Linked DNA regions of Lactuca sativa: region 2 is linked to region 1. The links are chromatin contacts, called in public Hi-C maps. All regions are on one chromosome and are shown on one strand. Each heading gives the region's core, a stretch centred on a gene start, on an enhancer-like site or on the middle of the called end of the contact. The rest is flanking DNA. Distances are from core to core; before and after follow the strand shown.

Region 1 (3,838 bases), core at 735-3,234:
CACCATGGGAGCTGAACATCTTCTGCCCAGACAAAACACATTATTAGCGATAAAGCAATGCTCCCGATCAACAACACCAGGTACCACCATTGAGGAACTTGTTTGTAAGTCTTCATTAGTTTCGAGTGGATATCAAGCTTCACATTATGTGCTGCAGATCTACTCTGCTTCCATATATCCCTACAAGTTATCGATCATTGTATCAGGATTCAGAGACCAGGGCCTGTTATGTTTTAATTAAACGAAGAACAGTTGCTTACCCGCCATGAAAAAGCGCGACATGGGTGAGGGTGGCTGTGAATCTCGCGAATCCAGATCCAATTGAAAGTGCAAAGAGGGGACTCAAGTAGAGCTTACTGTAACTCTGATATGCAGCAATGTTGAGGTCGAATTGTGGGGTTAAGATTCTTGTGGTGTCGTATTTATGTCCGGTGGATGTGAAGAGCTGATTGGAGAAGATGGGAAATTTTTGTGCGTCAAATGTGTTGAATTTCCAGTAACAAAGTGGGACGATGATGTAAACGAACATGATGAAACCAGCTCCGACATTGATAATGGAAGTCCATGGAGTAACCAGTGGGCTTCCATGGTAAGCTGAAATTCCTGCCCAATCGAGGGTGAAAGCGCCGACGCCTAGCCCATGGTAACCGGAGCCGATCTGCTGTGCTGTTATACTGTTCGGAAAAACCCAACATACCCATGAGAAGAAAGTCAAGATCGGAAAAAGATAGCCGGGAAATGCGTAATATGCAAAGCTTGCAACCAGGAAGATCATGAAGAATCTCATTCTTGTCATTCCCTGTGCTTTCGTCTCCTTCTCGTGTAGCGCTCTGAAACAAAACAGGAGAATCAATTGAACTGATTTCGAATAGAAATGATTCTGTTTGATTTCACTTTTGAAAAGAGTTCGAAATTCTCCAATAAAACAGTCGTCAACTCGTCATGGAATATGGAACAACATTTTTATTTACTCAATCTCATGGAATACTTGATATTCTTGATGCCATCATTAAAGTGAAGAACATTAAAAAGTAGTCATACTTTATGAGGAAATCAAGTCCGATTCTTGAAATGTATATTTAGCAAACAAAGGTTGAAATTTGAAGTATCAGGTTTTAATCGATTGTTAAAAGTAATAATAATTAAATTGGATGAACAGTTTGAAAACATACCTGAAGAGAGACACCTGAGCAAGATTCGCCGGCCACCACATTTCCACCGGATCAACCAAGTACCTCCTCAACATTCCGGCCCATCCATATCCCACAATCTGAACAAAGACAGACGAATCGATTAAATTCTTATTTGAAATAAGAAGAATTAAAGAAAACCCATGAAGATTAATTAATGAGTTAATTAATTATACCTGAGTAGTCAAGACAATAATCAAACCACAGAGAAAATTCAAGCTCTGTCGATAATAAGCTTTCATAACAGTAATGGCTCCGATGGAGTACGCATCCCCTCCGCCCATTGAAACGCCGCAGTTGGCGAACACCGTGATAATCACATGCTCCTTCATGTTAAACGGACCCGGGTTCAGGCTAAAGCTACGACCCAACAACCGGTACTCCTTCGTCGGCAAGGTGGCGGCCATGAATTTTCCGATCGGCAAAACAGCAATTTGCATGAGGATGGCGGAGATGGTTAGCGGCTGAGTTCGGTATATGAAGAAAGTGTTTAGAAAAATCAAAACGGTGCATGAGGCAACTCCGAGTGTCCATGCCCGGAATGTCAGCACCGGTAGCGACGGGTCATCGGTTTCAGGCACCACCAGCGCCACCTCTTCCACCGTACACTCCGGTGGTAAAGGGTGACCATTTTGTTTGTGGTCGGCGTCGGCTTTTGAAGCCATTATATATGTAGAACGACGAAAGTAGAAAGCTCACTTAGTTTGAGAAATGGGGTCTGATAGTCTTCCTATAGTACATTAGTACATGGGTTTATATACAGGTGTTCGAACTAATAAGCAACTCATTAAAAGCCTCTCATTCTTTTTTATATATATAGGCACAAACATATATTTATGGGTTTACACAAAGCTTTATATTCTATATATACGTAATATTATTCATTCAATAGATTAATTTACTTTTTAGATAACATAAATTATACTCCTTTATATTACATTTTTTTACACTTTTTCAAATGTAGGTCAAATGCTTACAGTATTAATGAAATATTTTAGTCTAATTATCATATTAGATGGTATATGTATGTACCTTTATATTCAATTAAGGTAATGTGTAACTTTTTTTTCCCTTTTTAAAATGAATAGGTAATTATATTGTTATGTTTTTTTGTAAATAGAACATAACAAATAAATTACTTGAATTTGAGGAATATATAATATATTGTTATCTTGTATAGAAGATATATATCAAGTAAAATAAACATTGATCTAAGATATATTGCTTTTAGCATATAGTTATATATATATATGTAAATATATTAAATTTGTTTGTATGATAAACTTTGAATGGTAATTTATATAATATCTTGATTAACTATGGAAAAATCGTTTAAACCATAACTAATACGACATATAGCAATATATAGCAATGGTTTATGTATAATACGACATATAGCAATGGTTTATATATCTCTATCTCTATTCTAATAAATATATAGTTTTAATATTATTTTGCCAAATGTTACTCTAATATAACTTCTCATTAATATTATGTCATGTATCATGTAGATATATTAGACAACTCATTTCAAAATTCAAATTTAAATTTTCTAATTATATGTTAAATTTGAAGTTGTAATAATTTTAAATTTTTGATATATCTCTTAATTAATAATTTATTTAAAATAACTGATTAATAATTAAAAATTTTATTATAAAAGTTTAATTAGTTTTATAATCGTAGTTTTATATATATATATATATATATATATATATATATATATATATATATATATATATATATATATATATATATATATATATATATATATATATATATATATATATATATATATATATATATATATACCCAAAGACGTTAATTAATTGCGGCCATTGAAAATGATTAATCTTTTTTCTTTATTGAGTATTTACATTTACTCGTATTAAATATAATGGGATTTTACATTTATTGTATTTTATATTATTTTATTACATTGGTGGGGGTTGAGTTGTTGCTTTTAACTTTTGGAAGGGCTGTGAATATCACACGCCATAACAAGGCCTGCCACACTCTGTCACAAAACTGCACATGTGGCAAGTGTCTTTTTTCCCCCACGTAGGATCTCAAATGCCAGGTCAACTACGCGTACCCCGGGAGTCCGTGCAAAACCTCATTAAATCCACTGACTATTATTTCGAAATTTCAATCCCTATAATACCACCAATATAACTTAACTTACAGTTTTGGTCCTTGTGGTGATCCTTAATCTCCACATTTTGTTTGACTTTTAGAAAATTGATTTGGCATGTCATTGTGGTTTCCAAAATTTTCAACGGATGTCCTTTTAGGCTAACTCCGTTATGTCCAAATTAAAAGACCAATATGCCCTTCATTTAACTTTCTGTTTTTCTATTATTTTTCTAAAATAAAAGGACCATTTTTATAAATGATCGCAATTGGCTCAGCGCCATCATCACTATCACCATCACCACCGATATTAATCACCATCATCCTGCACCAACATCACCACCACCAATCACCAACATACACCAATCACCACCATTGAAGGGGAAAGAATCAGGGCATCAACATGGAAGGTAAAGACATGAGACATTAGAAGTAAGGGCAGAAGGGTTCCATGTGTCATGTGGGAAGCATGATTTCGTAGAAGGTGTTGTGGGTGATATTTTTTTCTTACGCAG
Region 2 (3,838 bases), core at 836-3,335, 150 kb after region 1:
TTAAGAGTTTTGTTGAACTTTCATTTATTCTCTTTGATGTTTGCAGTGTGGAAAAAAAATAATCATGTTTGGAAAATCTTTATCTTTTTATTAGATTAATCGATGAATCCAACTATATAAAATCTACAGCTAAAATTATGTATATCAAATTTAAAAGTTTTATATTATCTTATTATGTTTTTTTCATTAATCATGAAATGAATTAAGTCGAAGTGGAATGAAGTTTTTTCCTCTAGCTTCTTGCTAGAGTGTATTGGTTTTGGTTATAAATTTTGCTGTTTAAAAAAAATGAAATGAATTAAGATTATTAAAATTTTGTAACCATTTTAAATATTATATATATATATATATATATATATATATATATATATATATATATATATATATATATATATCAATTATTATGTATAAATATTTGTTTCAATATGATTAAATAAATTGTTTCTTTTATTATATAATTTTTTTTTGTTATATATATATATATATATATATATATATATATAATATCAATTTTAACAATTTACATAACATGGGAGCAGTTTGGAGGGGAAAAAGGCAAATAAGTAAGGGGTTAATGTCTTATAACATTTAAATAAATTTATAATATAAATAAGGGTTAATTATATTATAAATAGAATAATTTATAAAAATATTAAAGACAAAATAGTCTTTTTATGTTAGATAGAGACCAACTACACAATAAAAATAATACCTTATGGACTCAACGAATTAAGAAAAAATAAGTTTAAAACCAGGCATACAAATCACCCCGAACCACAAGGATTATTCATAAAAAATGATCCTACAAAAAAAAATACCATAATTTTCTAAAGTTTACTTGAAAAGCCCTTTTATGTTTTTGAAAAAATTCAATAGTATCCTGACAAAAAAATGCTGTAATAGCCACTGCATACTAAATTTTTAACAAAATGCAATAACCCTAAACATAATTTATAATTTATGTTGTGGAGCAAAAGTTTATTACGCTATAATAATCTAACTCCCATTAAAAATAAACATAATCTTTATTCAACGAAGAGACCTAGGGACTGCAATAACCAGGCATCCAGGTACTGCAGTTTCATTAATTGATATCAAACGTTTGTGCGTGTATGAAATTGGCAGCAACATAAATATGCATAATGCATTCTTCGTTAAGTATTTGTGAATTGCATGCATACGTTACATGCTCTCTTGGTTAGTGTGACATGTCAGAAACAGATTAATTAATCAAGGAGACTGACAGCTCCATAAGTCACATAATTCGGTCATATCTACATAAGTACCAATTGTTGATTGGGCCATATGATTGGGTTTACCCATTTTTGTCACTTACAACACTAAAACTTCGTTCCAAATGTGTAGGCCCACATTTTTTTTTTCTTTTACCAAATATTGTTCTCACATATGACGAACACAAAGAAAATAAGAAAGCAGACGTTACTAATTTATTGTTGATAGGGTACAATCATATGATCATAATATCTTTATTAGTTTATTGTGTTTGTTTATCGCTGATAAAATAATAAAAAAAATATTGATTTAATTAAGTAGATTTTTTTCTTCTTCTTTTTACTTGTTTGAAAGTGTTCATTAATAATGCAGACAATCTTACAAATATATCCTTATTTAAACACTAAAAAAAACGTCCTCTAGATTTTGCAACCCCATACTGGTTCTCATCATTGTTGTTCCTTCTCTCTAATAGTTTCAAATACATGAAAATTGGAATCCATAATTGAACATGTTAGCCTTCAAAATGAATCGTCTCTCACTATACCTGGAATAACAAAGATTGTTATATGTGTTTGACAAAAATAAATGATAGCTAAAAGATGAAAACTTACGTTTTAGGAATATATATTGTTAAAAGTTGTCACTTGGACTACTATAAAAAAAAAAAAAAACAAAAAAAAAAAACCATGAGCATAATATAATGTCTTTACAGATACAGACAATCAAATCTAAATGATTAGCTGTCTGTATTCGTGTTGGTGTGTGTACATGGATAGAGTCGGCCTGAACATGGAATGGAAGATTCCATCCAAATAAAAACTAGAACATAATCATTGATACACCAGTGAAAACCTGTAATTAATTAATAAAATAATCAGCATAATGACATTTGATCCTCCATTTCACATTGCTGAGATGTAAGCAGTTCTTTATTAGGTTAACAGTACACCAAACAGCTCCCTCCCTTTCTTTCAATACACTTTTATCTATTTCTATCTCTATCTCTATCTATCTTCACCCTCCATTCCCCACCAGATCTCAACATCTCCGACCACCAATGGCTCCGCATCATGAGAAGGTACTCATTCCAATTCGTCTTCTAATCATTTCCGCTCAATGTATATGTATGTAATGTATGATGTATCATGTATCTACCCCACCAATTTACCAATTAGGGTTTATGCATTTGCTCTCGGATCACAAGTTCTTGACTTTATTGATTGATATGAAAAGGTAACGAAAATGGTGCTGGATGTTGACCTCAAGTGCTCCGACTGCTACAAGAAAGTTAAGAAAATTCTCTGTAAAATCCCTGGTCAGTCTACTTGTTCCTTTTTCAAATTTCAATCCACAATCGCATTTGCTTAAACTGAATTCGTATTGTGTTTATGGAAACTAATTAACAGAAATAAGGGATCAGGAATATGATGTGGAAAAAAACAAGGTGAAGATCACTGTCGTCTGTTGTAGCCCTGAAAAGATCAGGGATAAACTCTGTTACAAAGGTGGAAGCTCGATTCAGAAGATAGAAGTAGTTGTTGAAAAGCCCAAAGACTCCAAACCTTCAGATAAAGATAAACCCAAAGATGCCGCCGGGAAGCCCAAAGCAGCAAAAGGAGACGCGCCGCCGCCGCAACCCAAAAAATCTGAACCTAAACCGGAGGTGGCAAAAATGGTGGTGGAGCCGGTTCATGGGTATCCACAAATGTATCCACCAAATTACGCGGTGGTTGGATATGGATACGAGGGTTATGGTGGAAGCTATCCGCCTCCGGCACCATCACAACCATCTGGATACGGGTATGGGCATGGGTACGGATATGGACATGGGCATGGACATGGATATGGATATGATCATGGGTATAATGGGATTGCAAGTCGTCATGATTATTTTAGTGAAGAAAATCCACAAGGATGCTCCGTAATGTAAAATGGTTATTGATTATTGATTTCATTTCTTATCTTGAAACATAACACGAAAATCATCGATATTAGGTGGGTAATTACTAATTAGTGTTGAAAATAGATGTATTATTATTGTTATTATTTCTTTGGTATTGTAACAAAACTAATTGAATATGTATTTTTTGGTTGGAAATTTGTTTAATGTCAAATGGATTTTTTTTTATTTGTATATATATATATATATATATATATATATATATATATATATATATATATATATATATATATATATATATATATATATATATATATATATATATATATATATATATATATATATATATATATATATATATATATTTCTTGTAGATTGTAGAGTAAGAAAAAACAAAGATTGGAATTGGCAATAGAACACATCACCATGTCCCTTCATCATTTGCTTTGCGTAACCGTCTTCTTTAGTTCTTTTTTTGTCGATAAGAAAATTTATTCGTGTGTTTAGGATTTAGGAGTACCCTATATATATATTGTTAATGATTGATTGATGAAAACTAATTTTAATGGTAATAAAATCTAAAAAAAATCTTATAATTAAATAATAATAATAATAATAATAATAATAATAATAATAATAATAATAAAGTGTACATGAATTAATGTATTTGTCATATATGCGGGTACAAAATTATATAAATGG

What was found. A called contact is a pair of places that touch in the nucleus more often than the background predicts.
Region 2: a Hi-C map of leaf shows a contact between it and region 1, with 4 times the contacts expected there. The contact joins the promoter of LOC111921650 here to the promoter of LOC111920790 in region 1. A contact is called at or near these places in 2 of 4 Hi-C or Micro-C datasets (both in leaf).

Annotation. Positions count from the first base shown.
Region 1 is chr7:16,633,592-16,637,429 of Lsat_Salinas_v11, forward strand. LOC111920790 (oligopeptide transporter 3) reads right to left here and starts at 1,985. Exons shown (of 5, transcript XM_023916658.3): 1 at 1,367-1,985; 2 at 1,173-1,270; 3 at 261-830; 4 at 1-180. The coding sequence starts at 1,855.
Region 2 is chr7:16,780,984-16,784,821 of Lsat_Salinas_v11, forward strand. It overlaps LOC111921650 (protein PYRICULARIA ORYZAE RESISTANCE 21), which reads left to right and starts at 2,086. Exons shown (of 3, transcript XM_023872358.3): 1 at 2,086-2,314; 2 at 2,470-2,551; 3 at 2,643-3,350. The coding sequence starts at 2,294. The coding sequence ends at 3,166.